2 separate regions of the Arachis hypogaea genome follow, and region 1 is linked to region 2. A link is a contact called in public Hi-C data. All regions are on one chromosome and are shown on one strand. The core of a region is the stretch at or near the end of the contact, and the rest is flanking DNA. Distances in the headings are between cores, read along the strand shown.

Region 1 (7,783 bases), core at 4,333-6,832, 50 kb before region 2:
TGCTTACTGAGGGAGAGGATAACTGCATCTCCATGGAAGAACAGGCCAAGGAAAATGAGGTTACCTGGGCACTGGCGGTGGAATCTGGTGCTGTGCTGTATGATGAGGAAGTGGATATCATGAGTATATTGAAAGCTCATAATGAAAAAATAGAAAAAAAACGAAAGCTGGCAAAACAGAAAGAAAAGGCAAGAAGGAGTCGTCCAAAGAACAAACATAAGGTGAGCAAAATTTTGATTAAATGATTGTGAGCTGTTGGAATATAAGGGGTTTGAGGGGGGACGGGAAGTTGAGCATGGTCAAAATGTTGAAGAAAAAGTATAATCTAAACATGGTAGGCTTGATTGAAACAAAAAGGGAGGATATTTCGAAATATGATGTTGGTAGGATTTGGGGTAACAGTTCTGTAGATTGGGAGTTTGTGGAATCTGTTGGGGTAGCCGGGGGGCTCCTGTTGTTGTGGGATGATAATATGTTTCAGAAAAGGAATTGTTATAAAGGAGAGAGATGGTTGTGCATTGAGGGAGTGTTAAGTAAGAACAACTTTCAGTGTGCTTACTGTTTGGTTTATGGGGCGCATGGTAGGGAGGCTAAGCGGGTGGTGTGGGAGGAGTTGAGCTATATAGCAGGTTTGTGTCAGGTTCCTTTTTGTTTGATGGGGGACTTCAATGAGATTTTGCAAGTTGAAGATCGAAAAGGGTTGCAGAGTTTGCCGGGTTCAGCAGAAGAATTTAAGAGTTGGGTGCAAGACATGCAGTTGGTGAGATTAGGAAGTTGGACGAAAAGGTTAGTGAGGGGATCTATGATGGTACAACGGAGGCTAGAAGGAAGGCGCTGGTAAGATTTTGTGAAAAATGGTACATTAGGAAGGAAACCCATTGGAAGCAGATGTCTCGGTCTAAATATGCGAGGGACATGGACAGAAATACTCGGTACTTCCATAATATTGCATCGGCTAGAAGGCGGAATAACAGGATTGATGCTCTGATGATTCAGGGACGACTTGTGAGGAATCATGCAAGAATTAAGCATGAAATAAGGGGATTCTACAAGGAACTGTACCGGCAGGAGTATGTACCAAGGATTGGTGTTCGGGATGGGTTGTTACAGCAAATTGATACAGATGAGTCAGAAGCCTTGGAGGTTTTACCGTCTGCAGAGGAAATTAAGGAGGCAGTATGGGATTGTGAATCATCGAAGGCCCCAGGTAGTGATGGCTACAATATGAATTTCATCAAGAAATGTTGGGAAGAGATTGGTCAGGAGTTCACGGCGGCGGTGATGGATTTCTTTCAAAGGGCAACATTACCATCAGATGTGAATATAACATGGGTGACGCTGGCCCCAAAATTCTTGGGTGCTAAGGAAATTAAGGATTTTAGGCCGATTAGTTTGGTGGGATGTGTGTATAAGGTGATTTCGAAGGTGCTGGTGAGAAGAATGAGGTCAGTTATGCCGGGTTTGGTGGGTGAGACTCAGACTGCATTTGTGAAAGGTAGAAAAATACTTGATGGTGCTCTCATAGCATGTGAGACAGTTCATTGGCTCAAGGCAAGGAGAAGGAAAGCAGCAATTATTAAGCTAGATTTTCATAAAGCGTATGATAGAGTCAGATGGAGCTTCGTGGATATAGTGCTACAGAAAATGGGATTTGGACAGCGTTGGAGGAATTGGGTGAAGGAGTGTGTCAGCACGGCCACTATGTCTGTTCTGGTGAATGGGTCACCATCCAAGCCGTTCAACATAGAAAGAGGCCTCAGACAAGGGGATCCCCTATCTCCGTTTCTGTTTGTATTGGTGGTCGACGTGTTGAATCGGATGGTGGGAGAAGCGGTCAGGAATGGGCGTATTGAACCGCTGCTAGTAGGAGGTGAGCAGATCGAATTGTCGCACTTACAATTTGCAGATGATACGATTCTGTTTTGCCCCCCGGTGACAGAGACAATAGTCAATTATAGGAGACTATTGCGGTGTTTTGAGTTGATGTCGGGGCTGAGCATTAATTTTGAGAAGTCAAGTTTGATATCGGTGAATTGTGAGCAGGAATGGGTAGATAGTGCCTGTGGTTTGCTGGGATGTAAGCAAGCGGTTTTACCTGTAAGGTATCTCGGGATTTCTTTGGGTGCGAATCCTCGGTTGGTAAAGACTTGGAAACCGGTTATAGATAAGGTGGAAGAGAAACTCAGCCTCTGGAAAGCAAAGGTTCTAACCAAAGCGGGCAAGCTTGTTCTTATTAGATCAGTTTTGAATAGCCTACCTATCTACTACCTCAGTCTATACAAGATGCTAAAGGCAGTTGCGGATAAGATGATTGCATTGCAAAGGAGATTTATGTGGTGTAAGGGGGATGGTAATGACAGTATTCCGCTAGTTAAGTGGGAGTTGGTTTAGGCACCAAGAAAGGCTGGGGGATTGGGGGTTGGAGATGCAGTGCTCCGGAACACAGCGCTCTTATTTAAGTGGTTGTGGAGATTTTCTAAAGAGGAGTGTCCCTTATGGAAGAGGATTGTCTGCTCGTGCAACAACCTAAATCCTGATGTAATGCTAATAAGCCAGCAGCTACCAGATAAAGGAGGGCCCTGGAAAGACATATGTAATCTTAATATAAAAGAGCAGAGGATAAAAGACAAAATGCTTACTGGCCTGGCGATGGAGATAGGGATGGGAGGAGTACCCTGTTTTGGGAAGATAACTGGCTGCAAGGTAGCCCCTTGAAGGTGGCTTTTCCAAGATTATTTTCTGTTTTGAATCAGCAGGGATCGAGGATAGGGGATTGTGGATTTTGGGATGGGCTTGAGTGGATATGGAACTTCCAGTGGTGGAGAGAGTTGTTCCAATGGGAGCTGGAACTTGTCCATCAAATTCATGAGCGGTTAAGACTGGTGAAGCTGTCAGATGGTAAAGATGACAATTTGGTTTGGAAGTTTGATAGTAAAGGGGTATTTTCTACCAAGTCTGTTGTGCAGGTCCTACAATCGGAGACTCTATCAGATGAGATAACGAGTTATAGTTACACAAGTTCAGTTTGGTGAGGGATGGTACCGCCAAGAATTGAGCTGTTTGGGTGGTTTGTGCTCATTGGTAGAGTGAATACTAAGGAGAGATTGAATAGACTAGGCGTTATTAGACTTAGTGATACTCTCTGTGTACTATGTAAGAAGGAGATAGAGTTGGTGGAGCATTTGTTTCTCCTCTGTGAGTTCACATGGCAGGTGTGGTGCAGGTGGTTGAGATCTTTTGGGGAGGTATGGTCTATGCCTGGAACCGTAATAGAACTGTTTGAGAGGTGAACTGGTAGGCATAAGCGGAAACAAGAGCAGAAGAAATGGTTGCCGGGGTTCTTTGCAGTTATTTGGAACATTTGGGTGGAACGTAATGCTAGGATTTTTCAGAATCAGGAAACAGGTGTGGACTTCGTAATAAGAAAGACATTGCTGAGCTACAACGAATGGACTGAGAGTGAATCTTTTGATGGTTGATGGCGTTGCCAGAAGCTATAGGAATTTTATGTTTTTACGAAGTTCTTGTTGTTTCTTTTGTTGCTCCACATTAGTGTGTTGAGCTTATTTTGATTCAAAAAAAATATATTAGTAAAGCCAAAATAAATGTAAATTTCACCTAAGCCACTAAAAGTGATTTATTGATGTGTGTTTTGAGTAGCCGGTCAACTTAACCTTATGATATGCAAGCAATTTTCATCCCAATAAAATACAATTCTAACTGTTTTTCATCAAGAAAACTATTGTTCAGCTCTACCTGATTTTCCAAGTAATCCCAACCTTCTCTTCTCCCTGAGCTAGCTCCAAATCCTCGCAATGCTTAACTAGCTAGTTATCAATCTTTCCTCTTGATATGGCTGATGTAATAGTGACATCCACCATGTTTTTCCTTTTGTTCACTCTCTCTTTGGCTTTTGACCAATTGCATTGGCGAAGTGATGACCAAGCCATGGCTATCTACGAGGAGTGGCTGATCAAGCACCGAAAAACACATAATAGGTTGGGAGGAAAAGATGAAAGATTTAAAATTTTCAAGGATAACTTGAAATTCATTGATGAGCATCATGCTCAAAACCACACCTACAAACTAGCCTTAAAGTTTATTAGCTTTTGTCTTATCTTTAAAATTATACTATTAAAATATTCACACAAAAATATTGTTTAATTAATAATGTTTTAACTATGAAAAATATTAGGGCCAACATTTTTATTAATATTAACCAACATTTTAGATCAACATCTTACTTGTTGTTTTGAGGTGTACCTGAAACGAATTGTTCTGAGATGGTTTCTCATTGATTTCGAAATGGCAGGTGAGAGGTATTTGAAAGAGATTCTAATACTTAAATTAACCAGAGTTAAAACAAAATAAGTTGAATAGAATGAGAAATATGTGAACTATTCGGATGTTTATAAAGTAAAATGATAACTAGTCATTAGTAGATGTAATCTTCTCTTAAGATAGTGAATGGTTATTCTCTATATTGTGTGAAAGTCAACTTACGTTGAGGTGTTTATTCCTCTAAGGGTGATAATCGAAATAATGGAAAGAGCTGTTGATTGCTCCCCAAGTCAAGTCGGATCTAGCATCCTAGCTCTTGGCTAGTTAAGTTGGTTGACCTGCGCGCCTTTGGAACGTTTATTCTCAATTATGTGACTTTGGTCCTAACTAGAAGTGTTTATGAATCGGATCATATAAAAAATTTGTGGTATTTATCTGTACTTTAATAAAATTGGATCGCATATATCATATATGTATTTGGATATCTGATCCGCACATCTGTATCAGATAATAAATAAATAAATAATATATATTTTATTTTTATTAATAATTATTATTCATATATATGTTATATTATTTTATTTTTGTTATTTAAAAAAATTGGTTTACTAATATTTTAGGAGTAAAGAGGGTTAAAATAATGAATAAAAGTTTTTTTAGAGTAAAAAATAAGTTTTATTAACTTTTTATTATACAAATGTATGAATCAGATTTGAACATAAAAAATGCAAATAGTGGATATGATATGATGAATTTGGTATGTATCGAATCGAAATTTTCAAACACTCCTAATTCTATTCCACCCGGGGTTATAAGTCCACTTTTATGCCTTGGCCTTAGTCATTTTAGGTCATGATATAGACACTTTTATGCTATTAGGATTATATTTTAGAGTCTATAATTTATAATTTAGTACTAGAAAAATAGCAAATTTTATTGATCACTTAGTATTACTCTTTTACTATACATGTACTAATGATGGCCATCATGAAAAGATTGTTGGCTAATAAATTTTTGTATACAACATATATGTTGATTAAAATAATATTTTACTATTTATTTTATTACACGGGTGTTGGGCCGTAAGCTTCTTTGGGCCTTTTATGGGTTTTCAAACAGGAAGTTGTATTTTCTTAGCAATGGCAACAGTAAAAGCAATGAGGAAAGTCGTCACCAGTGAGCCTGTTTCTCTATCAAAGCTAGAACTTGTGGATTGCGACAGATCTCACAATGGTTGCAATGAAGGCCTTATGGTTATAGACAAAGCCTGAACTTTCATCATCCAAAATGGTGGCATCCACAGAGGATTACTACCCATACAAAGGCCTTAGGGCCCAATGTGGTCCTATCAGGGTCTGTAATCATAACTAAGCTTTGATTGAATCTCTAGTTACGTGATTAACATTAACTAATGTTGGTTTAAATGCAGAAGAGCCGTAAGGTGGTGAAAATTGATGGGTATGAGAATGTTACGTTGCCCATTTGATGAGAATACTCCCATGATTCGTCCAAAAAGTTTAAGCTTAGATTTTTTTTATTTACCTTTGGAGTTTATCAACGATTAAATTATAGATCTTTCGAAACATAGATCATTAATACTATGTCATAAAATTACTTGATATGGCTGTTACAAATTCGAAGATATAACTCGGTATCGTACATTATAGCTCGGCTTAATGAGTCATAACTCGTCCAAACGGTACAGCTCAGAGAAAAACGTTTGGCTGAACATCATAACGGCCGAATACAACATAATTGACTTTCAACATGAATAATTATCAGCAATGAAACGTTAGATACCTCTGGTAAGGTATTTTCGAAAGACACAAGAAATTGACAATACTAACTTAAACATTGGAGTGTCTTTTGCAGGTACACTTCCCCTCTTTTGTTCTCACTGCAACGTGAAACATTTCTAGACGGAAAGCTCGGACCTCCAAGCATAAAGCTCGGTGCGAAGGGTAACAGCTCGGCATTAGACTGCAAGGGATCGAGTTACATCCAAGTTCATCCACATAAGAACAATTGGCGCCCACCATGGAGCCGAAGACATAAATCCTTTATCCTTTTCTCGGCCTCAATACTTCAACATCCATGGCTGATTTGCCTCCACCAATGCCTTCCGAACTTCTTCGAATGGTAACTGAGCTGCAACAAGCAAATCAACGTATGGCGGAGGAAAATCAAAGGATGACGAACCAAATCGCCGAGTTAACTAATGCTCGGATTAAAAACAATGGTGATCATAATGAACGAACGGAGGAGGCAGAACACGAATCTGATCCATCACACGTCTCCAAGATTTCTCAGAATGAAGAAGCTCGGCCTTCCCGGAACGAAGAAGCTCCACCAGAGAATGAAGACATTGAGCCCGACAACTCTATAGGGCCATTCACGACCGACATTATGAATTTCCAAATGCCTAGGAGATTCACTTTGCCAACAACCTTAACCCCTTATGATGGGTTAGGAGATCCGAAAAATCACCTCAAAAAGTTCAGATCTATAATGATAGTAAACGGTGCCTCTGACCATGTTTTATGCCGTTGTTTTCCTTCCTTTTTAGACGGTCCTGCACTTGATTGGTTTTGTTCTTTACCTGCAGATTCTATTTCTCGTTTTAAGGAAAAAGCGAAGCTTTTTGAGGATCACTTTGTTTCCTCTGCTATCTACCTGCACGACTCCGACTACCTGAACACAATCAAACAAGGTCAGAATGAAAGTCTGAAGGACTACATTACTCGTTTTACAAAGGTGGCCATGAGCATACTAGATCTCCACCCCGAGGTGCATCTGCACGCCATCAAAAAGTGGACTCCGACTAGGCAAATTTCAAGAAGCAATTGCAGTTGTCAAACCAAAGTCCCTTGCCGAGTTCCGTGAAAAGGCAAAAAGTCAGATGGATATCGAGGAACTTCGACAAGCTCGGAAAGCAAAAAAGCCTCAGTATAAAGAAGAGGATAAAGCTCGGGACAGTAAGAAAAATTTTAACTAACTCCTCATTATGCATCATACACTACAAAAAAATTAGATTAAAATGGCATTAATTTTATGGCGGTTTTATAGAACAGCCATTTTTTTCGTTAATTTTGGCGGTTTTAGCTTGTGCCAGAATGTTTGTAATTTTGTGGCGGTTTTAGTTGATTGTGGCAATTTAAAACCGCCACTATCATTTTTCTTTTCTTTTTAACTCGCATGATGTATTGTGTGAATATATGAGAGACCGAGTGATTAGTGTGGTTTCTCGATAAAAAGTGAATGACGAACCCTAATCCCTGCCACTGTCATTCATCTCCTCGCTGCCATTCATCCACTCGTTGCAACTCATATCCTTGACGCTGCAAGAAACGTCATTGTTGTTGCCTTCAACGAGTTTTCAATTTGGTTCTCGTTCTGGCCTCAATCTGAAGGTTTGTTGCTGCCGCTTATTTCATTGCCATTGTTCATCTTCTCGTCCTTACTAATCTTCTCACCATATTAAGCAACATCGTATTGCTACCTT
Region 2 (7,773 bases), core at 706-3,205:
TATTTTTAACAAATATGTTAGAGAAAGGATAGCTCATTTGCCGGTGAGTATGTTTAATCATTACAAAAATGATATACATATTACTATTGCATTAGCTTTATCAACTATTAGTGCATGGCTTATGAATCTTACATGCATAACCATATAATAAAATTGTGATATATGTGATTTCTTGATCAGGGAGTAGTGGAGCAAGCATAGACCATGGTTTGTTGGAAGTTGGATATGGGAGGTAGTGAGAATGATGTGGAGAATTGGTTGGTGAGGAACTCATGGGAAAGTGATTGGGGTGAAGATGTGGCTACATCAAAGATACAACGCAACTTGCAAAGCACCTTCACTGCCAAGTGTGGAATTGCAATGATGGCCTCATATATATCCAATCATCATCGACGCTCCTATTATCAATTCACCTCATCATTCTAATCAGAGCATTCCACAGTTTCCACTCATGTCTTGAAACAACACGTTTTATTTTCGGAGCATAAAAAAAATTGGGTAAAATATATTTTTTGTCCCTAAAATTTGATAAAAATTTTAAAAATATCCCTAAATTTTATTTTGTTTTAATGTTGTCTTAAAAATTTTCGATTTGTATCAAATATACTTCGGACGGCTAATTTTTCAAAAAATTTAAGACCAATTCAACAACAATTTTATAAGAACAACCCTTAACACAAACAAATTAAGCATAGTTTTCATGCATTATTGTTACATTGGTCTTAATTTTTTTGAAAATTTAGTCGTTAAGGGTATATTTGATGCAAATCAAAAACTTTTGAGACAAAATTAAAACAAAATAAAACTTAAGGGTATTTTTAAAATTTTTGTCAAACTTTAGAAACAAAAATATACTTTACCCAAAAAAAATTTCATCATTTAAACTTTAGGTGGCCCATGATTAGTTTCTAGTGATAGATGATAACAAGCACACCAACTACTTTATTATTTCATGTCCCTTCTACACACATTTAATTTTCATCTGCCAATGTTAGCGTGAATAGATTATAGATGTTCTTAACATTTTGATGAGCCTAACATGAATATTTTAATTGCTTTAATAAAATACAGTCGCACATGTTTGACATCTCAACTGAATATATGCTTATTAAAGCGAAAAATCCTTATTATATAGTAATAAAATACAAGACGTTTACCAAATAATAAAAAAAAGAAACACATCTAATACTGGGAGTACAGATTAATTGCTCATATTTGGCATGGATAATTGTGCTCAAATTAAATTTGAAATCAAGTTTTAGCTGTAAAGACTAAAGAGCATCGATGGGGGGTCCATGTCTGCTAGCTGCACTTGAAGCACGAGGTAGGAACTCATGTCTGAAAAAAGAGATTCATTTAACTTTTGGAGTTAAAAGATTTAACCCTATACACAAAAATCATATGCATATTTTATTATTTTTCTCCCATTTTTTTTTATGTTTAAATGAATAGTTAAGTCACGCTACAAGTCATGATTAATGAAGCTAAGCCTAAATATCCAATGACTATGAATTTCTTTCACGTTTCTCCCACCATCAAATGTTAACGTTTCCGTTTGCCTCTTCCTCCCTTTACTTAATCCATACCACACTTGTGTTCTTTTTATATTAAATATTTAAATATAATAACAATTGGTCATCACGTGCATACGATTTCTGACCATTTTGAACATGTCGAAGCAACTTTAATTTTATCCATTCTGGTATGCTATACGATAGGAAATACGAATTATAATTGGAATAAACTTGGAACTATATCATGCTTGAAAGTTAAGTGTTATCAGAAAATTAACTATTAGAAAGGTAAAAGAAAATAACAGAGAAAATGTTTGTGTATATTCAAATTGTACAAGATGATACAATATACGAGGATATTTATAGTTAAATCGAAATAATAAAAATGTAATATCTTATAATAAATATTTAGATATATTAAATAATTCTATAAATACTAATTAAATAACATTAACTACTGCTATTTATTTGGGTTGAAAGGGGTCCCATATGAGCTGCACAATCAGTTCAGGTCAATTACATAAATCATGTTAACTTGTTAAGAAAGAAAAAAAAAAAAAAAAAGAAATGTTTGGTTTATCTCCTTTCACACCATAGTTTGATTTGAAATGCCTTCATTTTTATGATTCACAACTGAGTGTTCATCCAATCATCACAAAGTAAAGGAAGCATTGAAATTCACTATTAAAAAGAAAATGGTAGCTGTGTTCAACAAAGATCTCTTGAGCTGGTACCTAATCACCCTGAAGCTCAAAGAAACCTTAGAATCTGGAATTCCAGCTTCTCCTAATGAAGGTACCGGATCAACTGAGTTTCCAGAGCAGCACAAGCTTCAGCAGGAGGCTGCAGAACCATTGCAGATTGCCATCAATGAAGATGAAGAGAAGTCAGCAGAGTCTGAATGGGTGATCTCCATGAATGAAAAACTAGAACAGGCTAATCAAGACGATGCAGCGAGTTCATGGGCCAAACTATCAATATACAAAATCCCTCACTACATAAGAGATGGTGGCGATGACAAAGCTTTTGCACCACAAATTGTGTCATTAGGACCTTACCACCATGGCAAAAGGCGCCTTCGCCAAATGGACCGGCACAAATGGCGTTCCCTTAATCGTGTCCTTAAGCGTACCAAGCAGGACATTAGGCTTTATCTTGATTCAATGAAAGAGATAGAAGAGAAAGCGCGCGCCTGCTATGAAGGGCCAATCAGTTTGAGCAGCAATGAGTTTGTGGAGATGTTGGTTCTTGATGGTTGTTTTGTCCTTGAGCTATTTAGAGGAGCTACTGAAGGGTTCACACAACTCGGCTATTCTAGGAACGATCCGGTTTTCGCAATGCGTGGATCGATGCATTCCATTCAGAGAGACATGATCATGCTAGAAAATCAGCTTCCCTTGTTTGTGCTAGACCGCCTTGTAGGAATTCAACTAGGTAACCCTGACCTGAAAGGACTTGTTGCCAATCTAGCACTCAGATTCTTTGACCCTTTGATGCCAACAGATGAGCCATTAACAAAAAGTGACAGAAACAAATTGGAATCGTCGCTTAGAAGCACTGATACCTTTGATCCTTTATCTGATCAAGGTGGTCTTCACTGCCTTGATGTGTTCAGGAGAAGTCTCTTGCGCACAGGGCCTCAACCAGCACCAAGAATTTGGATCAAACGCAGGTCTAATAATAGAGTTGCTGACAAACGGCGCCAGCAACTGATACATTGTGTCACAGAGCTTAAGGAGGCTGGAATCACATTCAAGAAGAGGAAGACCGACCGCTTCTGGGACATCAAATTCAAGGATGGTATTCTGAGAATGCCACGGCTCTTGATCCACGATGGCACAAAGTCTTTGTTCCTCAACCTCATTGCTTTTGAGCAGTGCCATCTAGATTGTAGCAATGACATTACTTCTTATGTGATCTTCATGGACAACTTGATCAACTCTCCGGGGGACGTAGGGTACCTTCATTACTGTGGGATAATTGAGCACTGGCTTGGAAGTGATGCTGAAGTAGCCGACCTGTTTAATCGCTTATGCCAAGAGGTAGTATTTGACATCAATAACAGTTACCTTTCACCATTGTCAGAGGATGTGAATAGGTATTACAACCACAGATGGAACACTTGGTGTGCAAGCTTGAGACACAATTATTTCAGCAATCCCTGGGCCATTATTTCTTTGGTTGCTGCTGTTGTATTGTTGCTGCTCACCTTTGCACAAACATATTATACTATATATGGATATTACAGACCACCACAGTAAGTGTCATTGCAGGGTCTTACATTTTATGTTTATCAATTCATTTCTAGCATTGTCCCCATTTCTTAAGAGAGTGAGTATGTGTGTTGGGCCTCGAGACTAGCCTGGAAAACTGTGGAAGATTGAAATCTGATTGATTTGTGGCAGAGTGAGTATTTGTGTTTGGCTATTACAACCTCCATTTGTGATTATTCACATGCTTGGGAAACAATATTGGTTGAATACATCTTTTTTAGGTTTGGCAAGTTAGAAAACTTAGGCTTCATTTATGCTGTTTATAATAAAATGCGGGAAACAGATTACTCAGTTAGTCAGTTGCATCATATTTAAGGGTTCTTGAGAAGCAAATGAATAACAAAATACAACGTAAAATATATATCAGTATAACCCCATTGCAATTTGCAAATATAATAATGAGGGGATTCCTTGTCCACAAGCTTTGTGTCTGATTTTCGTTATTACACTATGAAAGGACTATCACTAAGGGGAAAGGAGAATGTAAAGGACTTCAAAAACCCCAAATATTCCCCAAAGCTAAAACATTACTGGGGCGTCAAAACTTCCAAAGATGTCCAAACAATTGCTCACTTGGAAGTAGAGCATCAAGATGCCAACATCAATGTCGGATTCTCAATGCAATCTTCTTCTACAATCACATCCTCAGATTGCTCAACCTGTTAAAATTTACTGCAGATGCTAACAAGCCACCAGCAAGGCTGCGACCTGAAGCCATTAAAGTTCAATCAAGCCGAAAATTTTAGTCCATTGAATGGCCTGCGCTTTCAGCCGATGCTTTCTTTCCATCATAGCGCTAACAATAGAAAGGACAAAAACACCATATTAGCTACAAAGATATAATCATACAATAGAAACACCACCTGATGTATGATTTATTAACCATAGTACCAGACAACATCTATGGAATGATGGTTATTTTGAATGAAAAAGAATATGAATCTACCTGTTTCCCAAATGAGAATGGCACATATTTGTATTTGATCATATGTGATATCTGTCTTCTCATGGTAAGTGTGAATAAGACTACCCAGTAGAAAAGGAGTATTGGCCAAAACACTGGAACATCAAACACACTAAAGAAAGTCATCACAAAGGCAATGCAAAATGCCTTCGTGATTGAATACCTGCCCACCAAGGAGAATTAACGAGCTTCAGTGAAAGCAAACAAAACAATTCTGAAGGTATAAATATGGAAGAAATAATTGCTTTCCTAAGTAAACATTGTGCTACTTACGCAACAAAAATACACAAGACCTCATCGGCAATATTTTCCATTTAAAATGTTACTTGCTTCATATAAAATGAATCATGCAATAGAACACGAATGCACCCTCCTTATTCGAAAATAGCATCTTAACGTTTCAGAGCTCATGCGTCATATCTGCATTTAGATTCTATACACGTTTGGAAAATTTCCATAATTTGTTTGAATATAAAACCTAAACTTCTCTGATAAAACTGAGATTTCGTGTCGTACATAAACCCAACAATTATAATATAATAGGATCATCAAACTCTGTTGCGAATTGCGATCATGACCTTGTCTACATTACAAAGATCGATCTCATATTGAATCACATTGATCGAATCAAATTCCAGGTAGTTAATTAGGAAACCCTAAGAATTAGAGAATCATGAAATTGAAACAGGAAAGAAAAGGAGGAAGGAGAGGGTACCAGAACTTGAACTCAGGGAGGCGGCGAACGAAGGGACGGAACTCATCGGAGCCCCTGGTGGGGAGAGTGGCACCGTCGTAGAGTTCCTGAATTCCGGGATCAACCTGAGGGGAAAGGAAGCCGATGAGGAGGTTGAGCATGTAGATTCCGAGGCCGTAGGAGACGACGTAGAAGCCTTGGATCAAGTATACGCGCAGAACGTAGATACAAGCGATGATCAAGGAACCAATCCAGCGGCGGAGCATGTGCGGCGTGGTCTTGTCGAGGAAATGTTGGTACTTCCTCGACACCGTGAATTTCCATCGCGATATGGCGCCATCCGGTGAGAAATAGTCAGCGGAGGTGTCGCCGGTTGATCCCACGTCCATTGGTGGGAAACGGTGGCAGTTGCGACGGGGGATTTGGAAAAATGATAGCGGATTTGTGTTCGGTGTGTGTCTCCGGCTTCCAGCGGCGATGCAGAATACAAGCTAGGAGGCCTCGGCTCTTTTTGCGCCTTAGCTTCACGTTTTGTTTTGTTTTTTATTGTTTATGGGGATTGGGGTGGGTGTGGGTCCGGTTCGGATCTTCAACCGGGTATTGCAAAATCCATCAACCATAGTACCAAACCACTCCTGTCCAAAAACAAAAAAAGCCCCAAACCACTAGTATAGTAGTATCCCATTTTTTTTTTCCTTTTTATTGATTATTATGGAGCTTGCTTGCTTAAAAGAATCGTTGTCTTTGCGTCTTTACAGTACTTAAAAGATTAGTTATTAAGCTTTCAGTTTGATAGATATTATGGTGCAAACAAAAAAAAATTAAGAATTTAATTTTGATGCTAAAATAATTTGTGTATGTCTAAAATGAGTACAATAATTATGTGTTTATTGGATATGTCATATTTATATAGACTATTAGATTATATTAGATGAAAATCAAAGGTTAATACAAAAGAAGAACATCGATGGACTCTAATAAATATAGAATATTCTAGTACATAATTAAATACTTTAAATGACAATACTTTAATACACAATATTTTAAATGGTAACAGAATTTTTTATTTTTAAATAATTAAATATAAAATATATAAATACAAAATATATAAATATTTTTTATTCATTAAGATTAATTATTATACAAGAAACTTTTATAATATCAAAAAATTATGTTAAAATGATATTTTAAATTGTAACATACAAATATAAAATGATTAAAATTTTATTTTATATTATTTGACAAATAATTAGATTATTATATTCAAAATTTATTAACTAACTACTTTTTTTAAAGATATTATTATATAATATAATTTTTTATCAAAATATTTTGAAAATATAATTTATATAAAATATTATATATAATACATGAAAATATTATTTTTTTTCAATTTTGTTTAGAAAAATAAAATAAATAATATAATTCTAAATATATGCCTATCGCATTATATATTTACTTATATTAGTAAGACTTAAACAAATTAAACTTACGTAATTAAAAATATAACATATATAAATATTTTTTATTCATTAAAATTAATTATTATGCAACAAATTTTTTATAATATTAAAAAATTATATTAAAATGATATTTTAAACTGTAATATAAAAATATAAAATAATTAAATTTTATTTTATATTACTTAATAAATAATTAGATTATTATATTCAATACTTAACTAACTATTTTTGTTAAAAATATTATTATATAATATATTTTTTTATCAAATATTTGTCTAAATATAATTTATTTAAAATAGTATATATAATACATAAAATATTATTTTTTATTTTTTTTAAAAAAATAAATAAATAATACGTATCAACTACATATATGTATCATATGTGTGTATGTAATAGTGATTGATATAGGATTGATATATATTCTTTTATTCTTTAATATATATGCCACTTCATGACTCTCTTCTCTAACCTTTCTTATTCATATTTATTTTGTTGTAATATTAAGTAAATAATAATTTAAAATTATTTTTTAAATTTAACATTTATAGTTTCATATATATAATATTTATAATAAGATCATTTTTTATTATGTTTTTTTTTTCTAGTTAAATTTTTATTCTCTAATTCGACAAGACTTTTATATATATATATATGAGAAATTGATGTACAAATGTCTTTCACAAAATATTTTTTATCATGTATAATTTATTAAAATTATATTTTGTTAAATCCAGGAGTAAAATATATAATTTTTTAGTTTTAATATAACAAATTTAATATGTTATTTGATTTCAATGTTACTATATTATTATAATTATTTAATATATAAAATTAATAGATAGTATATATATATCAAGAATAT

What was found. A called contact is a pair of places that touch in the nucleus more often than the background predicts.
Region 1: a Hi-C map of an unstated tissue shows a contact between it and region 2, with 2.3 times the contacts expected there. The contact joins the enhancer-like site here to the promoter of LOC112748500 in region 2. A contact is called at or near these places in 3 of 8 Hi-C or Micro-C datasets (leaf and an unstated tissue).

The regions. Positions count from the first base shown.
Region 1 is chr15:7,780,005-7,787,787 of arahy.Tifrunner.gnm2.J5K5, reverse strand. No RefSeq gene overlaps it. Among protein-coding and RNA genes, the nearest start is that of LOC112748512, 9.0 kb to the left of the region's middle. Within about 2 kb of position 5,582, at least 3 of the 3 cell types and tissues checked have open chromatin away from gene starts, as enhancers often do.
Region 2 is chr15:7,726,238-7,734,010 of arahy.Tifrunner.gnm2.J5K5, reverse strand. It overlaps LOC112748500 (UPF0481 protein At3g47200-like), which reads left to right and starts at 1,955. Exons shown (of 1, transcript XM_025796736.3): 1 at 1,955-4,082. The coding sequence starts at 2,210. The coding sequence ends at 3,775. LOC112748501 (protein RER1A) reads right to left here and starts at 5,972. Exons shown (of 3, transcript XM_025796737.3): 1 at 5,467-5,972; 2 at 4,734-4,914; 3 at 4,121-4,583. The coding sequence starts at 5,834. The coding sequence ends at 4,530.